Regions from separate parts of the Sus scrofa genome. Here region 1 is linked to region 2. Evidence: chromatin contacts called from public HiChIP or PLAC-seq data. All regions are on one chromosome and are shown on one strand. The core of a region is the stretch at or near the end of the contact, and the rest is flanking DNA. Distances in the headings are between cores, read along the strand shown. Region 1 overlaps PIK3R1 (phosphatidylinositol 3-kinase regulatory subunit alpha). Region 2 has its middle 94 kb from the start of CD180.

Region 1 (3,475 bases), core at 192-2,691, 780 kb after region 2:
AAGATCAGGTGCACATCAAGCCAGAGTCTTATATAATTTGTATGAAATTTTCAACTTCTCTAGCAGTTTTCTTGCAATAGAGAGAGAATAACATGAAGTATCATAGATGATCTCATTCCATTCACAGAAAAGTACTGTGGTGTCAGAGCAGTGTCAGTGTTTGAACCTAGAGTTGGAATCTTTGATAGCAATTCCGGTCTGGAAGAATGTATGGATTAGGTAAATAAAAGCTTAATTTTCACTCAGAGAGCAGCTGTGACTAGCAGCTGAAGCTAGAACATGGATCAGGGATCTGAACTTTTCCTTGTGGCCTCTGGTTGAGTCTTCCATAGCAGTCAAACTTTGGTTTGTGTCAGGCGTGATGTAGAAAGCCAGAGGAGAAGTCCAAGGCGCTAGTGGTTTCATTAAGTCGTCAAGATGGATTTAATGATTTTATTTGGAGCATTACTTCCAGTGAGCCACAGCTGGGGGCTCAGAAAGAGAGGTCTTCCAAGGGTAGCCAGGCTCTCAAGTACTTTCCCAGGGTCAACTACTGCAATATGGCTTAACCGTAGGGCAAAAAAATCCACCCCTCTTGGAGGAATTAAGGTATCCTATGTAGCTGTGATTGGGGAAAATTCACTCCTGCGAAACGAGACGTATGCTGGGTTGACCAGATAGCCCGAAGCTGAGCTATACCCAGGCTGTCTCACATTCTCAAGGCCTCTTTCTTGAACTTGTCTTCTTTCAGACTTTACCTTCATTTTCTGGGTAAGTAGGAATGTATTTATAGGGAAAGCCCCTGGTTTGGGTTTTGTAAGCTTTCCAGAGAAAACTGGATCCAAGAGGGAAAAAGATTTGCTGACCCCTGTCTCAGAGGTTAACATTTTCATTTATGTTTTACATGACTCATTTTAAATTACAGTGCTCTACAGATATAGAAAGAAGCCTTCCTCTTCCCACCCTCCCCCAGATACCACATAATGGAAAAAAGCAAGAATTTTCTGCATAAGCAAGACTTTTTTTTTTTTTTTTTTTAAACAAAAAGCCAGTCTCTGATGGGACTTTTTTCCTGTCAGAATTCCCACTGGTCCACTGTTGCAATATTTACAAAAGGCCATGATGAAAGAGGAAAGCCCATTTTTGAGCCCTTTGCCTCTGTGTTATGTAAAACATAACTTGTATTTCTGTTCTTGGTATTAGAAAAATTGTTATTTTTGAACTTCTCTGATGGGCTGGTAAACCTGCTAGGCCTCTTAATTGTTAAAGGCTAATTTTGATTAAGAAAAGATTTGTTCCTCTGCTCTGAGTAGACACGTAAAACTTCGAAAAAGGTTTGGATGTTCTGTTTCCTGTTTTTTTAAAAAAAAAAAAAAATGTCCCTTCTTATGAACTCAACTGGATGAGAGGATGTTCCTCAGAGAAAATTCAGCTCTGGGAGGAACCATCCATGGAGGTCGTAACCTAGAACATTTTTGAAGGGAAGTTTCACTGAAACTTACAAGAGGGTGGGGTTAGGAAGGAGAAAGTTCTGTTCTACCATAGTTTTAGCTGAATAAATCATTTTACTCTGGAGCCTGGTCAGTCAGTCCCATAATTTGTAGCTGATTGTCAACAGAGGTCCTTGATGTCAGTTCACTGTGCAGGAAGGAGGTGGCCCGGGGCCCCATTAGGAACTTGTACTAAAGTTGTATCTTTCTTTCTTCCCCAGAATGTTCACTGGAGAAACTTCTTTTATCGATTGAGCCTTGGTGATCTTTTATTTCTACATGAAAACCTTTTAAAACTAACATAATTCAACTTGATCTTTTTCTTCTAGTTAGGTAGAAGATAGAATCAGCTGGAAGCGCAGTTGAAAGGAGTGTATTCGCATGGGTGCAGGACTGAGAGATGGAAAGTTCTGCTCTCTCCTTCAGTGGGACTATAAACCAGCTGTGGTAGTAAACACGGGGATCCCAGCGTTGGCAGCCCTGCTTTTGCTTTACAGACAGTTTGATTTGCCAGCCAAAAAGAAGCTACATCAAGATTAGCTCCCAGACTGGGGCTTTAGCAAGTGCTCAATTAACTTTGGCAGCTCAGGGGGAAAAGCAGGTTAGTTTGGGGATCCAGATTCTGAAGAGTGTGCCGTTGAACCGCATGAACCAGAGGACAAGAAACTGTTTAATTAAAACTTCATAAAATGGTTCCTTAAGCTTCATGGACAATTGAGTAACTTCAGTTTCCTCTCTTTACTGTTGTTTACTTCCTGCTCTTCTTGAATTGAGCATTAGGTATTCTGGTCTCTTACAATGAGAAGATTAAACAGCTGTACTTTAAATTAAAGCATTAATTTGGAGTGTTCTGTGGCTGCATTAATTATATCTTTACTAAGATTACATTCCTGTGGATTTGACAGATGTGTATAAGCAGCAGTGGGGCTTATCCACAGCAGACCCAAATTCTGTTCACCACTGAGCCTTGGCGATCTTTTATTTATACATAAAAACCTTTTAAAATTGAAATAATTCGACTTGATTTTTTTTTTTCTTCTAGTTAGGTAGAAGATAAAAGAATTGGCATAGAGTCAATTGTGGGCATATTTGCATGGGTGCAGCACTGAGGGATGAAAATTCTGTTCTTCATTCAGTGGGATATAGCGAGAAGCATGTGTTGAAAGTTTCTCACCTAAACAGGTCGTAATTACAGACTTTAGGGTTTATTTCTTTTAATTAGAACATTATGCTCACTCAGTGGTCCTTATGAAAACTTTTTTTCTATCTGTATATTTTATATCAAATGATAAGTTAAATTGCTCTGGTACATTGAAGAGTTCTTTCCTGTAACCCTAATTGTAGTTCATGCTGAATACATCAAGGCTACTGTTTGCTGAGTAGCTGACTAGTCAGATCCATGGTTAATTTTAAGTTTTCTTCCTTTGTTTTCTAAGAACAGTTTTAAAGACAGTTTGTATTTTAGAAAAATGCTCTTATTCAGAACTTCTCAGATCTAACACAGCAGTCAGTGGGACTAGAGGTAAGAAGTAATAGCTTTAACCAAACATCATCTAAAATTCTGTAATAGGTAATAGTCCTTTGTATAGCACATCTCATGTGTTTTACAATTTCTAAGACATCTAAAGTAGCCTGCACTTTTATCAACCTCCCTGCATCCCTGTAGCACAAGGAGTTATTTTTGTTACTGAGGGGACAAAACAGGGGGTGAAGTGACTCACAGTTAATTGCCGGATTAAATCAGGCATCCAAGTCACTCTGCTTCGGGTAGATTCTCAGAGACTCAGCTGCTGTCTTCAAAGGGAAGAAATGCATTTCAGCATCCGAGAAGAACATAGCGTGCACTATGTGATTGGTCTTCTTAACGCTCTCTCGTTTTCCTATCAAAATAGCCTCTGGGTTAGAGGAAAATTTTGAACTTCTTTAGTCCATCAGCAAACCCTTATTATATTTCATAATTACTTAGTGCATTGTAAATATATTTAACAGTGGCTGTACCTCTTGGT
Region 2 (3,442 bases), core at 581-3,080:
CATTCTTCTGCTCGTGCTTTGCATCAAGATGTTCATCTCACACTTGCTTAAACAAATGACTGCTCTTCAAAAAAGATAGGTAATAAGAGACCTGAGCCATTAACTTGCTAAAATGTTTCACCCATTGTGCCATTTAGATCTTTTTTCTCTTTCATCCTTGTAATAGCACACCCATATTTGTCTTACCAACCCTGATAAATAACAGAGACTCTTGCTACACACTACAAATTTGTTGACTTGGACCTTGAAGAAGAAAATAAAGTGAATATTCCCCCAATCAGCAGCCATTAAAGGAGGAGGCCCTTAATTATTCTGCTAGAATTTGAATCTGTGGCTCTGGGGAGTCTGAGCATTTCAAACCTCAAGCTGAAAATTATTAAACTTTATGCTCCGTGTGTGTGTGTGTGTGTGTGCACACACACAGGTGGGAGGTGGGGCAGGTAGTATAAAGGAGAAGAATAAAATCCACTTTATTTTTTTGCTTTGTTCTTCAGTGCCGCACCTGCGGCATATGGAAGTGCACAGGCAGGGTTCAAATCAGAACTGCAGCTGTTGGCCACAAAGGATCAGAGCTGCATCTGCAACCTATACCACAGCTCATGGCAATGCTGGATCCCTGTCCCACTGAGCGAGTTCAGGGATCAAACCCACATCCTCATGGATACTAGTCAGATTCCTTTCTGCTGTGCCAGAACAGGAACTCCCCAAATGCACTTTGAACATCGTGGTCAACCATTATTCTGTTTACACTTTGGAGAGAAGAGTAAGGATCCTGTCCCACCAAATAAAGCATAATCTGCCCTAGAGATCTTTCTTACTTTGCCACTTTCTCTCTGTCTCCCTCTGCTCCCTTTTCCTCCTCTCTTCCTTTCCCTCCCTCCCTCCTTCCCTCTCTGTATGTATAATTATCTCACTGTTCTTTCCTAGTTAGTGCTCTTGAAGAATCAGTTTGCTATTCCTTTGCATTTGTTCTGGATCTTTTGTGCCTTTGCGTGGCTTCTCCTCACCTCACGTTTTGGCCCCCACTTTTTTTCTCCCCACACTACCTGTTTAGGATACAGTGTTCCATCTGAAGTATGCACTGAGCACTGGCTTGGGGACAGGCTCCCTCTGCAGATGAGGAAGGCTTGTTTCCCCAGGCCAGCCCTCCAAGCCTCCCTCTCTGCACAGGGGTGACCATGCCCTTTCTTGTTCTGTGGGTTCTCATTTTTACCTGTAATTGAGTGTCACTGCCTAAAACGAGTGACACTCTGTGAGGGTTGCTCCTGGGAAGCAGGAGAAGGCATGGGGATGGAAGCAATCATGAATGTGTAAGGCTGGACCAACCTGGGGCCTGATTCGTTCAGATTATAAGAGACAAACTTCATGGAGCAATTAGACATTGGCAGAGCTAGGCACTAACCAATGATCTTTCCCTTCTTTTAATTGTTCCATAACATTTTTCTTCCCCAAAACTTAAGACCTGCCCGGGCTTCCTTGGTGGAAGGGGTGCTTTGGGGTGCTGAAGAGAGAAAGATGGAGTTCAAAATGTGTGCACTCAGTCTCATCAGAATCCACTTGTAATATTGTTTGCTGATTCTGCACTGATAAGCTTTCCTTTTACTAGGCATCACAATTGATGTTGGGGTACTTAAGCTCATTCTGTCTCTGCTAGGCAGAGAGGGATGCAGGCAAATAAAAACCACACATGTGGTTTATCTCTGATGATTTACTGTTCTGAGGAGCATGACAGGGAAGGAATGCCATGTTTTGGAATTCCCGGCCCGATGGACATGTGTTCCTCACGTGCTGTATTGCACCAACCTTCCCTATCTGGTTCAGGCCTGTTGAGTAATCCTGAGTGTTAGGAGGCCTTTCCAGTGCCGCCCTCAAGAAAGAGAAACCCTGCTGCAGGCTAACTCCTTAGGATTGGAAAATGGAACTTCACTGGCCCAGGGAATGATTCATTTCCTGTCATTAACAGAGTGAAAATGATGTAGTTTACAGAGTTCTTTAAGCTGTGAAAGTACATTATCCTAAATACTCAATTTCCTGATGGATGGCATCAGCTCTCCTAATTTCCTTTCTGCTTTTGGATATTTCCAGATTCTGGAGGCTGTTGGAACATGTGCTAAGTGGTCCAGGTGCTCAGTGTGCAGTAAGGGGAGAGAGAGGAGATTACACTAACTCTGCCCTGGGATAAAATAGTGCCGTCTGCTTTCTCCTGAATGATGTATTGCTGTTTAATCCTCATGTTGCTATAGTACCTTTCTAAATATTTAGGTGTTGGATCTCAGTATAAAACTTTCATGTTCAGGCTCACTTGGGCATAAATCAGCTAAAACAAAACAAGCAAACCAAAAACCAGAACCCAACCTCCCACTGAAATTTGCAGTGGGTAATATTTGTAGATAATCCCTTCTTTGGATTATTTTATCCAGAAAAACAAGTTGGCATTAAATAGTCTATTTAGTTCACTTATTGACATTGTAGGTTTATATAATCATAGGTTTGAATTTATAGAATACTCCTTTTTAAAGAGCTCAAAGAATTTAATCCTCTTTCCTCCTTGTTTTCAGAATGCCCTCAGGAGAAACAAGGTAACTAAATTTCCCTTCTACCTGGTGGTAAAGGGCCTAGACTCACGGAGATGTCAAGTGAATTGCCTAGAGTCATACAGCTAGGGTTGGCATCTGGTGTAAAAACTTGTCTGCTTGCTCGCTTACTGTTTAGTGCTGTCCACACTTGACATTGATAATTGCATCTCAAGTGGCTGATAATTTCTGTGTAAGGGATAACTGAAAAGTGTACCTCAGGCTGCAGACTTGTGTATGCCTGGGGCATGAGAAATGAGTCACCCGCACAAGAGCTTTGTGAGCTTGGCATTATTACCCCTATTTCCCAAATGAGAAAACTGAGATTCAGGGATACATAGCTGGTAGAGCTAGTGATAGTGTTTGAACCTCCATCTATCCAAGTCTACTGTATTGGCTGCCTGTGGAACATATAAAAGCAAAGATACTTGAACATGAAGCAAATACAGTAGAAGTGGGGTTCACTGACATCTGGGGAGTCAGTATTGTGAGAGAAACTTGAGTAAACATTTCAGATAAAACTTAATTTGCTAGTTCCTGGTTATAATAAAATTGTGAGTATGTGTTTCCCTCTGGCCAGAGTCAATATTCTAAAAGAAATTCTGAGGGTCATTGCGAATGGGGTTTTTCTGTGTATGGGTGAAGGAAAGGAGTGTGAAAGGAAAGGAAGGTCCTTGAAGAGGACCTTCCCACAGTGTGGCCTGTTTGTCTTTGAAGAGGTGTGATTTTGGACAAGGACACTGGGCAGAAAGAGAGAAGGGGCACTAAAGGGAACCGTTAACATGATGTGATTAGCCTTGAAGGGCCCCAGGCCCTCCTCACCTCAGTGAGAAAAATAGCAATATCACCTAAATGCCAAAATCCCAGAG

The links. HiChIP or PLAC-seq counts read pairs in DNA pulled down with a chosen protein or histone mark.
Region 1: an H3K27ac HiChIP or PLAC-seq map of alveolar macrophages shows a contact between it and region 2. The contact joins two enhancer-like sites. A contact is called at or near these places in 1 of 47 Hi-C or Micro-C datasets (embryonic fibroblasts) and 2 of 2 datasets of contacts at active chromatin or transcription factors (alveolar macrophages and skeletal muscle).

The regions. Positions count from the first base shown.
Region 1 is chr16:46,461,475-46,464,949 of Sscrofa11.1, forward strand. All of the region lies in intron 2 of PIK3R1 (phosphatidylinositol 3-kinase regulatory subunit alpha), which reads left to right. Among named protein-coding and RNA genes, the nearest start is that of PIK3R1, 28 kb to the left of the region's middle. Within about 2 kb of position 1,442, at least 13 of the 83 cell types and tissues checked have an H3K27ac peak or open chromatin away from gene starts, as enhancers often do. A contact at or near this core is called in alveolar macrophages, where this site is marked.
Region 2 is chr16:45,680,446-45,683,887 of Sscrofa11.1, forward strand. No RefSeq gene overlaps it. Among named protein-coding and RNA genes, the nearest start is that of CD180, 94 kb to the left of the region's middle. Within about 2 kb of position 1,831, at least 10 of the 83 cell types and tissues checked have an H3K27ac peak or open chromatin away from gene starts, as enhancers often do. A contact at or near this core is called in alveolar macrophages, where this site is marked.